Linked DNA regions of Hordeum vulgare: region 2 is linked to region 1. A link is a contact called in public Hi-C data. All regions are on one chromosome and are shown on one strand. The core of a region is the stretch at or near the end of the contact, and the rest is flanking DNA. Distances in the headings are between cores, read along the strand shown. Region 1 holds the start of LOC123400034 (protein TILLER ANGLE CONTROL 1-like). Region 2 holds the start of LOC123400037 (probable 6-phosphogluconolactonase 4, chloroplastic).

The links. Hi-C and Micro-C count contacts between places; a contact is called where the count stands out from the background.
Region 2: a Hi-C map of leaf shows a contact between it and region 1, with 3 times the contacts expected there. The contact joins the promoter of LOC123400037 here to the promoter of LOC123400034 in region 1. A contact is called at or near these places in 3 of 6 Hi-C or Micro-C datasets (leaf and seedling) and 1 of 1 datasets of contacts at active chromatin or transcription factors (embryo).

The regions. Positions count from the first base shown.
Region 1 is chr5H:497,383,637-497,388,806 of MorexV3_pseudomolecules_assembly, forward strand. LOC123400034 (protein TILLER ANGLE CONTROL 1-like) reads left to right here and starts at 3,100. Exons shown (of 5, transcript XM_045094429.1): 1 at 3,100-3,879; 2 at 3,956-5,170. LOC123400033 reads left to right here and starts at 1,051. Exons shown (of 3, transcript XM_045094427.1): 1 at 1,051-1,440; 2 at 2,273-2,636; 3 at 2,726-3,001. The coding sequence starts at 1,105. The coding sequence ends at 2,907. LOC123400032 reads left to right here. Exons shown (of 2, transcript XM_045094426.1): 2 at 447-861.
Region 2 is chr5H:497,518,111-497,523,257 of MorexV3_pseudomolecules_assembly, forward strand. LOC123400037 (probable 6-phosphogluconolactonase 4, chloroplastic) reads left to right here and starts at 2,585. Exons shown (of 3, transcript XM_045094432.1): 1 at 2,585-3,022; 2 at 3,119-3,254; 3 at 4,738-5,147. The coding sequence starts at 2,655.

The sequences.
Region 1 (5,170 bases), core at 1,850-4,349:
ACGTTGGTGAGATAAAAGAGGAATCCAAACAATTCCTAATTTATTTACATGGTTCCTGCAGATATGTACCAGAAACTTATGTTTGTGCAAACTTGTGTGACATTTCAGACAATCACTTGTTGAGGTCTGGATACATGTTCATAATGTGAAATAGAAGCAGTCCTTTGACTTAGGTTATTCAAAAATCAGAATCCGATACGCTTCAACTATGCTCCCTAATCATAACATTTAGGTCCGAGAATGATCATATACTTATTCGAGCTACTTGGACTGAGATGTGTTATTTGTATTTGCAACAACATACTTTATGTCTGCTTAATCGGAAAATGCCCGCAGAACAATTATACTCCTACCAAGTAGCACGCTGGGTGGGGTGCAAATCGACTGAAACTTGTTCTGCGTCGTAAATTCTGTAAGCTAAACCCTCTGCATCGTTTGATTTTCAGGCCGTTGACCCTAACCAGCTGCGTGCAAATGGATTGGTTGCTGCTGAATGCAAACCATGTATGGGGCTACTGAAGGTCTTCCCGGATGCTGATAAACCTGGCCTTATTCTCAGTTGTCGGTCTTTCCTTGTGTTTCCTTGTTTAAAGTTCGTGTTTTACCTTGCTGTTGACATCTGGTGCTATAGAGCAACAAACAGCAGAGTATCAAAGAGAAGCATGGTAACACACCTGGACCTTCCCTGCAAATTCCAGTGACAATTCATATATGTCGTTCACATGTTGTATGTCTCCTGTCAAAGTTATGCCACGAGGACATGTATCTTTTTCTGATTCTTGTGGGAATTTCGAGCCGTTTCTATCGAAATCTCAACGGTCCAAACGGGGCTGCATAATGCAACTGCAGTGCCTACACTAATGTTGGAGTACTTATATTGCTGCATTTTCATGTTTTCTTTTGAATTAAAACATTCTTCCATGTTTTATTTTTATTTGTTTTTAAAATAAAACGTTCTTCCAGAGGCACTCTGTCTGGGTTTGTGTGGGTCCCACGTGCAGTGAGCGCCAGGCGGTGAGTGGAACAACTCGTCGCCGTCCTCTTCCAATCCAAACCGCAGCAGAGCAGAGCACGCGGCAGCCGAGAAACGCACACCACGGCACGATGCCACACGCCGCGCTCCTCCGCCCGCTCATCCCGCCCCCTCTCGTCCCCGCGAGGCCGCTCACCGCGCGATGCCGCCGCGTCCGTGGGAGATGCGCTCCCGGCCAGGGCGCGGGCGAGGGCGCCTCCGGCGCGGAGTGGCTGAGCTCGGCGGTCGGGGAGAAGGTGGACGAGCTGCTGCGGCGCGAGGAGAACCGGGCGCTGCTGGACGGGGTCGAGGCCGCCGAGCGCCGCGTGGAGCTCGCGCGCGCCAAGCTCGCGGACATCGAGCGCCAGGAGGCAGCCGCCCGCCTCGCCACCGAGGAGGTCCGCCGCCTCGAGAGGCGCCGGGACGAGGTACGCGACAGCATACGCCGCGGCTGCACGTAACCTGTTCGACGCTTTGCCTGCTCAGTGATTCTCCCGCGTTGCGTGGGTCAGTCGTAGGAGGGCGATCATACGCGAGCGGCCAGTGGGCGGTACGTAGCACGGACCGCCACCGTCACCCTCAGTGCGCCGCTGCTTATTTCTGGCGCGATTCTACGCTACTGTGGATATGGACATATGGTAGTACCGCTGCCTACCATGTCGCTACGACGTTCGGTGACCGCCGCTCTTGTGTTTGAGCTAATGTGGCGCCGACTAACTTGAGGGGCGATGAATGATGCTCTTTAATTGGCCAAACAATAGAAACACTCAGACTCAGTAGGTGCATGTGGTTCGTCAAGGTAATGCCCGCAGAGCGGCGGGACTGCGATAGACAGGCTAGATGCAGGGAATGCGAGATTTACTTCTTGAGCTTCATGTGCTCGCAGACGAGAGAATTGTTATTTGTGGAACTTGTTAAGTACTGATGGGTATCATATTGGCTTCTACCAGTAGACTTTTCCACCCTTTTGGGGTTCAAGGCTTCAAGACGCCCTGTTGTTTGTTTGGTAAACTGAGATAATGAGATGGTTCCACTTCTTCTACAAACATAAAGTACTAGTGGCATGTGCCTTTGTTCATGTGGTCCCGTGATGATGAAGCAAATTGATTATTGGTTGTGATACCAACTTTATATGATCGTACAGTTCTGTAATCATCGAAATACCTTTCCTTCAATAGTCATAGGAAGACATCAGTTTTTTCTAGCTTGATGCATTTCTTCATAATATATATGTTTATAATGTTGCATTACTTAAACAAGATTGCAGAGTCCCAGCGGGAATTGCTACAGGCAAGAGAAATGATTGATGAAGCACAGCGTACCTTGACTTCTAGCCTTGAGGATCGAAGCTTTTGGAACACGTCAGGTGGAGAAGATATCGATAAAGATAGTGAGAGACTTGAATCTGTAAAAGCTGCAGCAATTTCCTCTATAATCGGTGTTCTGGCTAGTTTGCCCATATCTTCCTATGAAGTCCACAGTTTGCCCCAACTGTTTTTTCGATCATCGGTTGTTCTCATAAGTTGTGCATTGTTTGGAGTCACATTCCGGTATGCTGTTAGAAGAGATCTGGATAATATCCAGCTTAAAACCGGAGCTGCTGCCGCATTCGCTGTTGTTAGAGGTAAAACTAGACGATGCCATTGCTAAAAACTTCTCAGCAAATATTCGTTTGCACGATTATTTTCTTCACTGAAACTGAATTGTTTGCAGGTCTTGCTTTGCTGGAATCTGGGAGGACTTTCGAGCTGAGCACCGATGCCTTAATGCCACTTGCTCTTGATGGTGCAGTTAGTGTGGTTGGGAGCATTTTTATATTTCTGTCTTCTGCTATTGCACTGGACTATTGTTTTAAGATGGGATTTTTGAGTCCATTCCCTGCAAGGAAACAATAGGTTCTGTGAATAATCTAGAATATCAACACATATATCTGTTACTACGTTGATCATATGTAATATTGCTGATTTCTTAGATTCATGATGGCAAATATTTCCCTGTGCAATCACCGTTTCCTCAAGTTTATCAAGTAATGCTTCTGTTTATTAGCTGGACCTTGTCTTGTTTCCTCAAATCTTATATGAAACAGATAATTCAGAGCTCCGTTGTGTGCTTGAATTTTATTTCGTTTGTATATGTTCATCATGTACCATTGACTGGTCCAGAATGCAATTATTTGTTTCTGTTTCTTCCATATCATTGATCTTCGTCCCCAGCGGAATATTTGATTTTTTCTTGAATTAAATGCTTTCAATACCCTGTTTCACACCAGCCTTCTGTGAAACGTTGCACAACCTGGTATTCCATTTCTCAGTTCAAAAAAGAAAAAGAAAAACTGACATGTCCATGTATCAATCTTCATCCTTGCGCGGTGGGAATTCCCTACTCCTTACGATCGTCCAATGTTCTTAAATTCTGATGCAGAAGCAACATTGTGTGATATCTTTCTTATTAATGCTCTCTGTGCAGTACTTGTTTACTACTGTTATTCCATCCGTTTCTTGATTGCTGTTGAGCAACTAGCTGCTGAACTGTGCTGAAATTTGATACAGTATTATTCTGGTATTTCATAAAGCGCCAAGCCGATGGAACTGGGGGACATGTTATTGCATTACAAATATGGGCCCGTGTGAAGTTGCCACTGTAGAAAGATGGATGTAGAACGGGCATTTCTGCTCTTGTGAGATTTGGCTACATGTACCTGGGGCTCTCTTCATCCATCAAGGATTGTGGACGCAGCCTGGAACTGTTGAAAGTTGGAGCTTGCTGGCATTGCGAAGAAGACATGTAGGTCTCAGCTCCATGCTGAATGGTGGTGGTGGTGGGGGATTGTGCAGGGAAAGTGCCTTATGAACCGTCATACGGACAAGGTTATCTTCTCGTGTTCTATTGTATTATTATTTTGATAATTACTTGATCAACGTGGTATTATTTTGCACGTCGCAGCCTGGAACTGTTGAAAGTTGGAGCTTGCTGGCATTGCGAAGAAGATATGTAGGTCTCAGCTCCATGCTGAATGGTGGTGGTGGTGGGGGATTGTGCAGGGAAAGCGCCTTCTGAACCGTCATATGGACAAGGTTATCTTCTCGTGTTCTATTGTATTATTATTTTGATAATTACATCATCAATGTGGTATTATTTTGCACGTATGGTTAAAGTTGACCAGTTTTGGAGCAAACAGCCACACATGGTCTGTCATGAGAACATCTTTCGATACATTGTATGTGGTAAGCTAATTAGAGATGAGAGAACAAATGTAAGCCATATGTTTACTTCTTACTATTGTATATTGATTTTTTTCAAACCGGATCCTTGAAATTTTCTAACCTGTTTCAGCAGAAATTTTTCCCAATATCTTGCACATATTTTTCTTCATTTGTTTCAATATGAAGAATGCAAAATCAAACATCCCAGTTCATAGAACATAATTGCCTTGCCATAATTTCCTTGTGAAAATTGATATAGATCACGCAAGAAATTGTAGCAAAGAAAATAAAATAAAACAGTATTGACATATAAAAATGTGGATATCAGCAACCTGCAACCGTACCATTACTTTTAAAAAGGAAGCAGAATACTGGGACCTGTGACCGAACTTCTGCCCACAAGTTATATGTATCTGCCAGCCATTAGCTGCCGATGTAGTTTTAAACTGGGACTCACTACTTGTCTATGCACTCTAATGCCATAGTAAGTTATTATTCATGATTGCCAACTTCCAGGCTTTCTGCCTGTTAGCAGTCGTGCTTGGGCGATAACTGCCCATTGTATGGCTACTGCGTTATGAACAATTAGCGTAACAATTTACAACCACACCATACATCAAAACCCAAGTGAAAGCATCTGCATCTTACTGTTAAATACTCCCTCTGTAACAAAATGTAGGACGTTTTTTTGTACCGAACTACACCAAAAAACGTCTTATAGTTCGTTACAGATGGAGTAATAGGCTTAGCTTTGCAAGTTGCAAGAATCTTGAAAATATGAACAAAGTAAAGTGTATGAAGATGGAAACATCTCTTTGAAAGTTAGGATGATGAACATATCTGTACAGATGTCAAGCATCTAACTAACTACTCCCTCCCTCCCAAAATTCTTGTCTTAGATTTGTCTAGATATGAATGTATCTAAACACGTTTTAGTATTTAGATACATTCATTT
Region 2 (5,147 bases), core at 1,335-3,834, 130 kb after region 1:
ACATGCACTTAAAACTTTTGACAAGGTTGGTCTAAAAAAATTAAACTTTTTTCGAAGGTTTTTCGGTTTTACTGTTCACCCAAGCTGAAATGAGCTCGGCAGCCAAAAGGCACTTTCCTACATATCCTTATATCCAAGCCCGTTATCCTTCTTTGATTATGTTAACTTACTCCAACTCAACAAGTGGACCTTCTTCTTATTAACTTGATGTGCCCCAAAAAAACATGTCAACCATACTCCCCATTTGTTTGCACAAGCCCTTTGTTATACTAAAGCAAAAATAGCAAAAGAAGGTATAGCTTGGCACATGCCTTAATCAGGTTTAGACAAAGTCTTCTCTGTACACCCATGTATTGTTGCCTAAATCGGATCCTTCAAAAAACCAACAGTTTTGCTCATGGAATTCCCCACGTCGACAAGCAACACCAAATGTTTCTCATTTATTGATTCCCCATTTAAACTTAATTGTTGCAACTACACTTGCTTCTCTCTCCCCGTGTGTGCTTGTTAAACATGATAGATAAGTTATCCACATTTAGTGTCTGTCCCGAGCGAATCTCATAGAGTTTGAATACGTTGCTAGTGATACATATTATCTTCATTGACTTTAAGAAGAGTTTTATTTTAGAATAGATGACCTATCATTTTTTCCAAACAAGCAATTGATACTAGTAAAGGAGAGATTTCAACGATGAAGATCATGGATAATGTACGTCTCGCCGTTGGCATCACTCTCGTCAGTATTGCGATGCATTGAGTCAAAACTAGGAAGATACACAACATAGAAAAGTTCATTGAATGACACATATGGTGGTAGCATGTTACCCATTTTTATTATGTTGTCAACATAATAAAACTCGTGTTAATTGTTTATGGTAGCATTGCTCATTCACTCTCAGCATATCATTCTTTATAAAAGCTCAAGGGCATTTATCCCTTACATGAAAGAGAAGCCAAGCATGTTCTCTATAATAACTTTTAGTTAAGGATCGGTTCGAACGCAAAAATTCCATACGTATGAATCCGTAAAATATTTCCAATGTTTCCTTTCGTTTGTTGATCCGCTTTATAGGAATTCTCCATTTCTATACCATCTTTGCGTCGGGGGGGTGCACATTTGCACATCATATTTTGAATTCGTTTTTGGCCTTTCACCCAAAATATGAAGTTAATGAGTTTTTTATCATCTGCATTTCTCTTGCAAATTATTGGCAAAGTTATTGGCCTAAGTGAGATTTTGAAACATTTTGAAGAGTGGTGGGCGAACTTTCTTGGCCTGGCTTTCGCTGCACGCCGGCCGTCTATCAGCATCTGAACAATACAAAACGCGGCGAGCCTCAAAATATTTTGAACAATGAGATTGCACATGCCTTAATCAGGTTTATACAAAGTCTTCTTTGTACACCCATGTATTGTTGCCTAAATCGGATCCTTCAAACAACCAACAGTTTTGCTCATGAAATTTCCCACGTGGACAAGCAACACAAAATATTTCTCATTTCTTGATTCCCCATTTAAACTTAATTCTTGCAACTACACCTGCTTCTCTCTCCCCGTATGTGCTTGTTAAATGATAGATAAGTTATCCACATTTAGTGTGTCCCGGGCGAATCTCATAAGATTTGAATACGCCGCTGGTGATACATATTATCTTCGTTGACTTTAATAAGAGCTTTATTTTAGAATAAATGATCAATCATTTTTTTCAAACAAGCAATGTATACTAGTAAAAGAGAGGTTTCAACTATGAAGATCATGGATAATGTACGTCTAGCGGTTGGCATCACTCTCGTCTGTATTGTGATGCATTGAGTCAAAGCTAGGAAGATACACAAGTTAGAAATGTTCATCGAATGACACATATGGTGGTAGCATGTTACCAATTTTTATTATGTTGTCAACATGATAAAACTCGTGTTAATTTTTCATGGTAGCATTGCCCATTCAGTCTCAGCATATCATTCTTTATAAAAGCTCAAGGGCATTTATCCCTTACATGAAAGACAAGGTAAGCATGTTCTCTATAACAACTTTTAGTTAAGGATCGCTTTGAACAGAAAAATCCCATACGAATGAATCCATAAAATGTTTCCAAGATTTCCTTTGTTTCTTGATCCGCTTTACAAACAACTATAGGAATTCTCCATTTCTCTCCCTGCGCGCGCGGGGAAGGGGGGGCATGTTGTGTTTTCATCCGCAGTTAAGGATCGCTTTGAACAGAAAAATCCCATACGAATGAATCCATAAAATGTTTCCAAGATTTCCTTTGTTTCTTGATCCGCTTTACAAACAACTATAGGAATTCTCCATTTCTCTCCCTGCGCGCGCGGGGAGGGGGGGGGGGCATGTTGTGTTTTCATCCGCAGTGATATTCATTTGCGCGTCGTAATTTGAAATTGTTTTTTTGCCTTTCGCCAAAAATAAAGTTCAATGAGTTTTGTATCCATCCATTTCTCTTACAACTTCTTGGCAAAAATAGTATGGGCAAAGGGAGGGAGGATTTGGAACATTTTGAAGCGTGCCGGGCGCACTCTTCTTGGCCTGGCTTTCTCCGCACGCCGGCCGTCTATCAGCATCTGAACGGTACAAAACGCGGCGAGCCTCACCATCCACCTGTCACCTCCGCCACCAGCCCCACACCCCGCATATAACACATGTCCACCTCCATGACCGTCTCCGTCTCCGCCGCCGCATCTTCCTCCCTGCCTCCCCTCTCCGCCCGCCGCCGCTCGCCGCCGGCGTCCCTCGTCCCGGTCAGGAGCCTCCGTTCCAGCCCCCGCCCCCGCCTCCTCTCCTCAGCGCGCACGACCCCCGTCCTCCTCCCCGCCGCCGCGATGGCCACCGACGGCGCCGCCGCCGCCCCCGCCGGCTCGTCGAAGAGGGACCTGCTCATCTTCGACGCCGAGGAGAACCTCGCGGTGTCCCTGGCCAAGTACACGGCGGATCTCTCCGCCAAGTTCGCCGCCGAGAGGGGCGCCTTCACCGTCGTGCTCTCCGGCGGATCCCTCATCCATGCCCTCAGGTTCGTCCCCCGGCCGCCCTCCCCGGAGATCGCGCGTTCTCTGGCTGCTCGGGGCTTCTCGATCGCGTGATCCCTAATTTTTTTCGGGCCTCGCAGGAAGCTGACGGAGGCGCCGTACCTGGAGACGGTGGACTGGACCAAGTGGCACGTCTTCTGGGTGGACGAGAGGGTCGTGCCCAAGGACCACGAGGATAGCAACTACAAGCTCGCACTGGATGGGTTCCTCTCCAAGGTATTCCCCACGGGTTCTTCCTAGATTTACTCCTCTTCATGCAAATGCCTAGTAAGAAATTTGGCGAGTATATATGTGAAAGCATATGACTTCTCTCCTCCACACCGTGCATTTCTATATAATCATGCGCAACATATCTGGCTACAAAAAAGTCATAATTAAACCCGTGTTATCAATTTATTGTACAAATTGTAACAATGCTCATAATCATTTACATGTATGGTATCATGTCATATTTATGTTAACTTAAGTTGGAAATCATGTAAACAGCTGTACAGATAACATGTGATTCTGGCAAGATATGATCTTACATAAGTTTGGGAAGTTTAACCTTAACCCTGTAAATCTGTAGCTTTTTCAAGTGATACAACTTTCAATTTCTGCGAGAAATTTAGTTGCAGTCCTGTAGATAGTGTAGACCGCCTCACTTGAATTTATGGTAGCCAAACTCCCAGTTTCCACCTATTTAGGTCTTTCCTTTAGTAAGTTGGGGCATTTGGAAGGCATTGTGGCCTCTAGTGATGGGGAGTTCTAAAGGAATAAGATTCTGGTAATGCTTGGATTTGGTGACAGGCTATTTAGCTTCACCATGTTAACTTTGGATAAATTTGGAGCTATATCTGAGGGTATCCATGGCTTATAAGAAATTTGGTGAGTGTATCCATATATGGCATAACGCCATATTTATGTTAGGCTCAGTTGGAAATCATCTAGAGAGCCATTCAGATAGCATGTGATTCTGGCAAAATATGGTCTTACATAAGTTCAGGTATGTGGCCTGGTAAAACATTTGCAGAGGTGAATCCTGTAAATCTGTAGCTTTTTCAAGATACGACTTTCATTTTCTGTTACAAGTTTAGTTAGGGCATCTCCCACGGGAGACGCTAGCAGCGGCGTTTATGATGGAAAAATAACCCAAATGATAAGTGCCACACGTGTGGCAAGAAGCACTCTGGCCCTGAAGTTTCTTACAACTAAAGTTGGCATCTGAAAAGAAAAAACAAACCCAAATAAAACTGAAACTTGCCATCCGAAAAGAAAGTTGCCATCCTTGCGTCACTAAACTTGTCATAAAAAACGTTCGGAGTTGCCATGTGTTTGTGCCACACGTGTGGCACTTATCAGGGTCCAAAAATAAATATCCCAGGAATCTAGCGCTTCCTCTTCCAACGGCAGATGCTTAGTGATCACCTGACAAAGCGTTTCAACTCATGCGGAGGCAGAAAGAAAAGGCTAGCGCTCGCCTCCAGCTCTGGTATCCACGCCAGGTTAGACGCCAGGATATGTCGGTCTAACTGCCAATTGGGCAGGATACTAGTCATGGCGCTCACTCCTAGCGCCTTGTGTTGTAGGTGCCCTTACAGTTCTTTAGATAGTGACACATTCTTATGTATAATTGTTCCATTCTCATCAGTTATATAGCCACATGTAACTTCCTATCTATTGAGAAGTCTGTAACTGGGTCATGTCTTCTACTTTGTAGGTACCAATTCCTACTGGTCAAGTGTATGCTATCAATGATGCCTTATCTGCTGAAGGAGCAGCAGAGGACTATGAAACCATCTTGAAGCAACTTGTTAAGAATGGTGTCCTTGCAATGTCAAAAACAACTGGGTTTCCCAGGTTCGATCTGCAGCTTCTTGGCATGGGCCCTGACGGTCACATCGCCTCTCTCTTCCCAGGCCATCCACTTGTTAAAGAGAACAAGAAGTGGGTCACACACATCTTGGACTCTCCAAAGCCGCCACCACAGAGAATCACATTCACGTTCCCGGTGATCAACTCCTCTGCATATGTCGCCATGGTGGTAACTGGGGCTGGGAAAGCTGGTGCTGTGCAGAAGGCGATTTCGGACAAGAAAACTTCTGATTTGCTCCCCGTTGAGATGGCTGT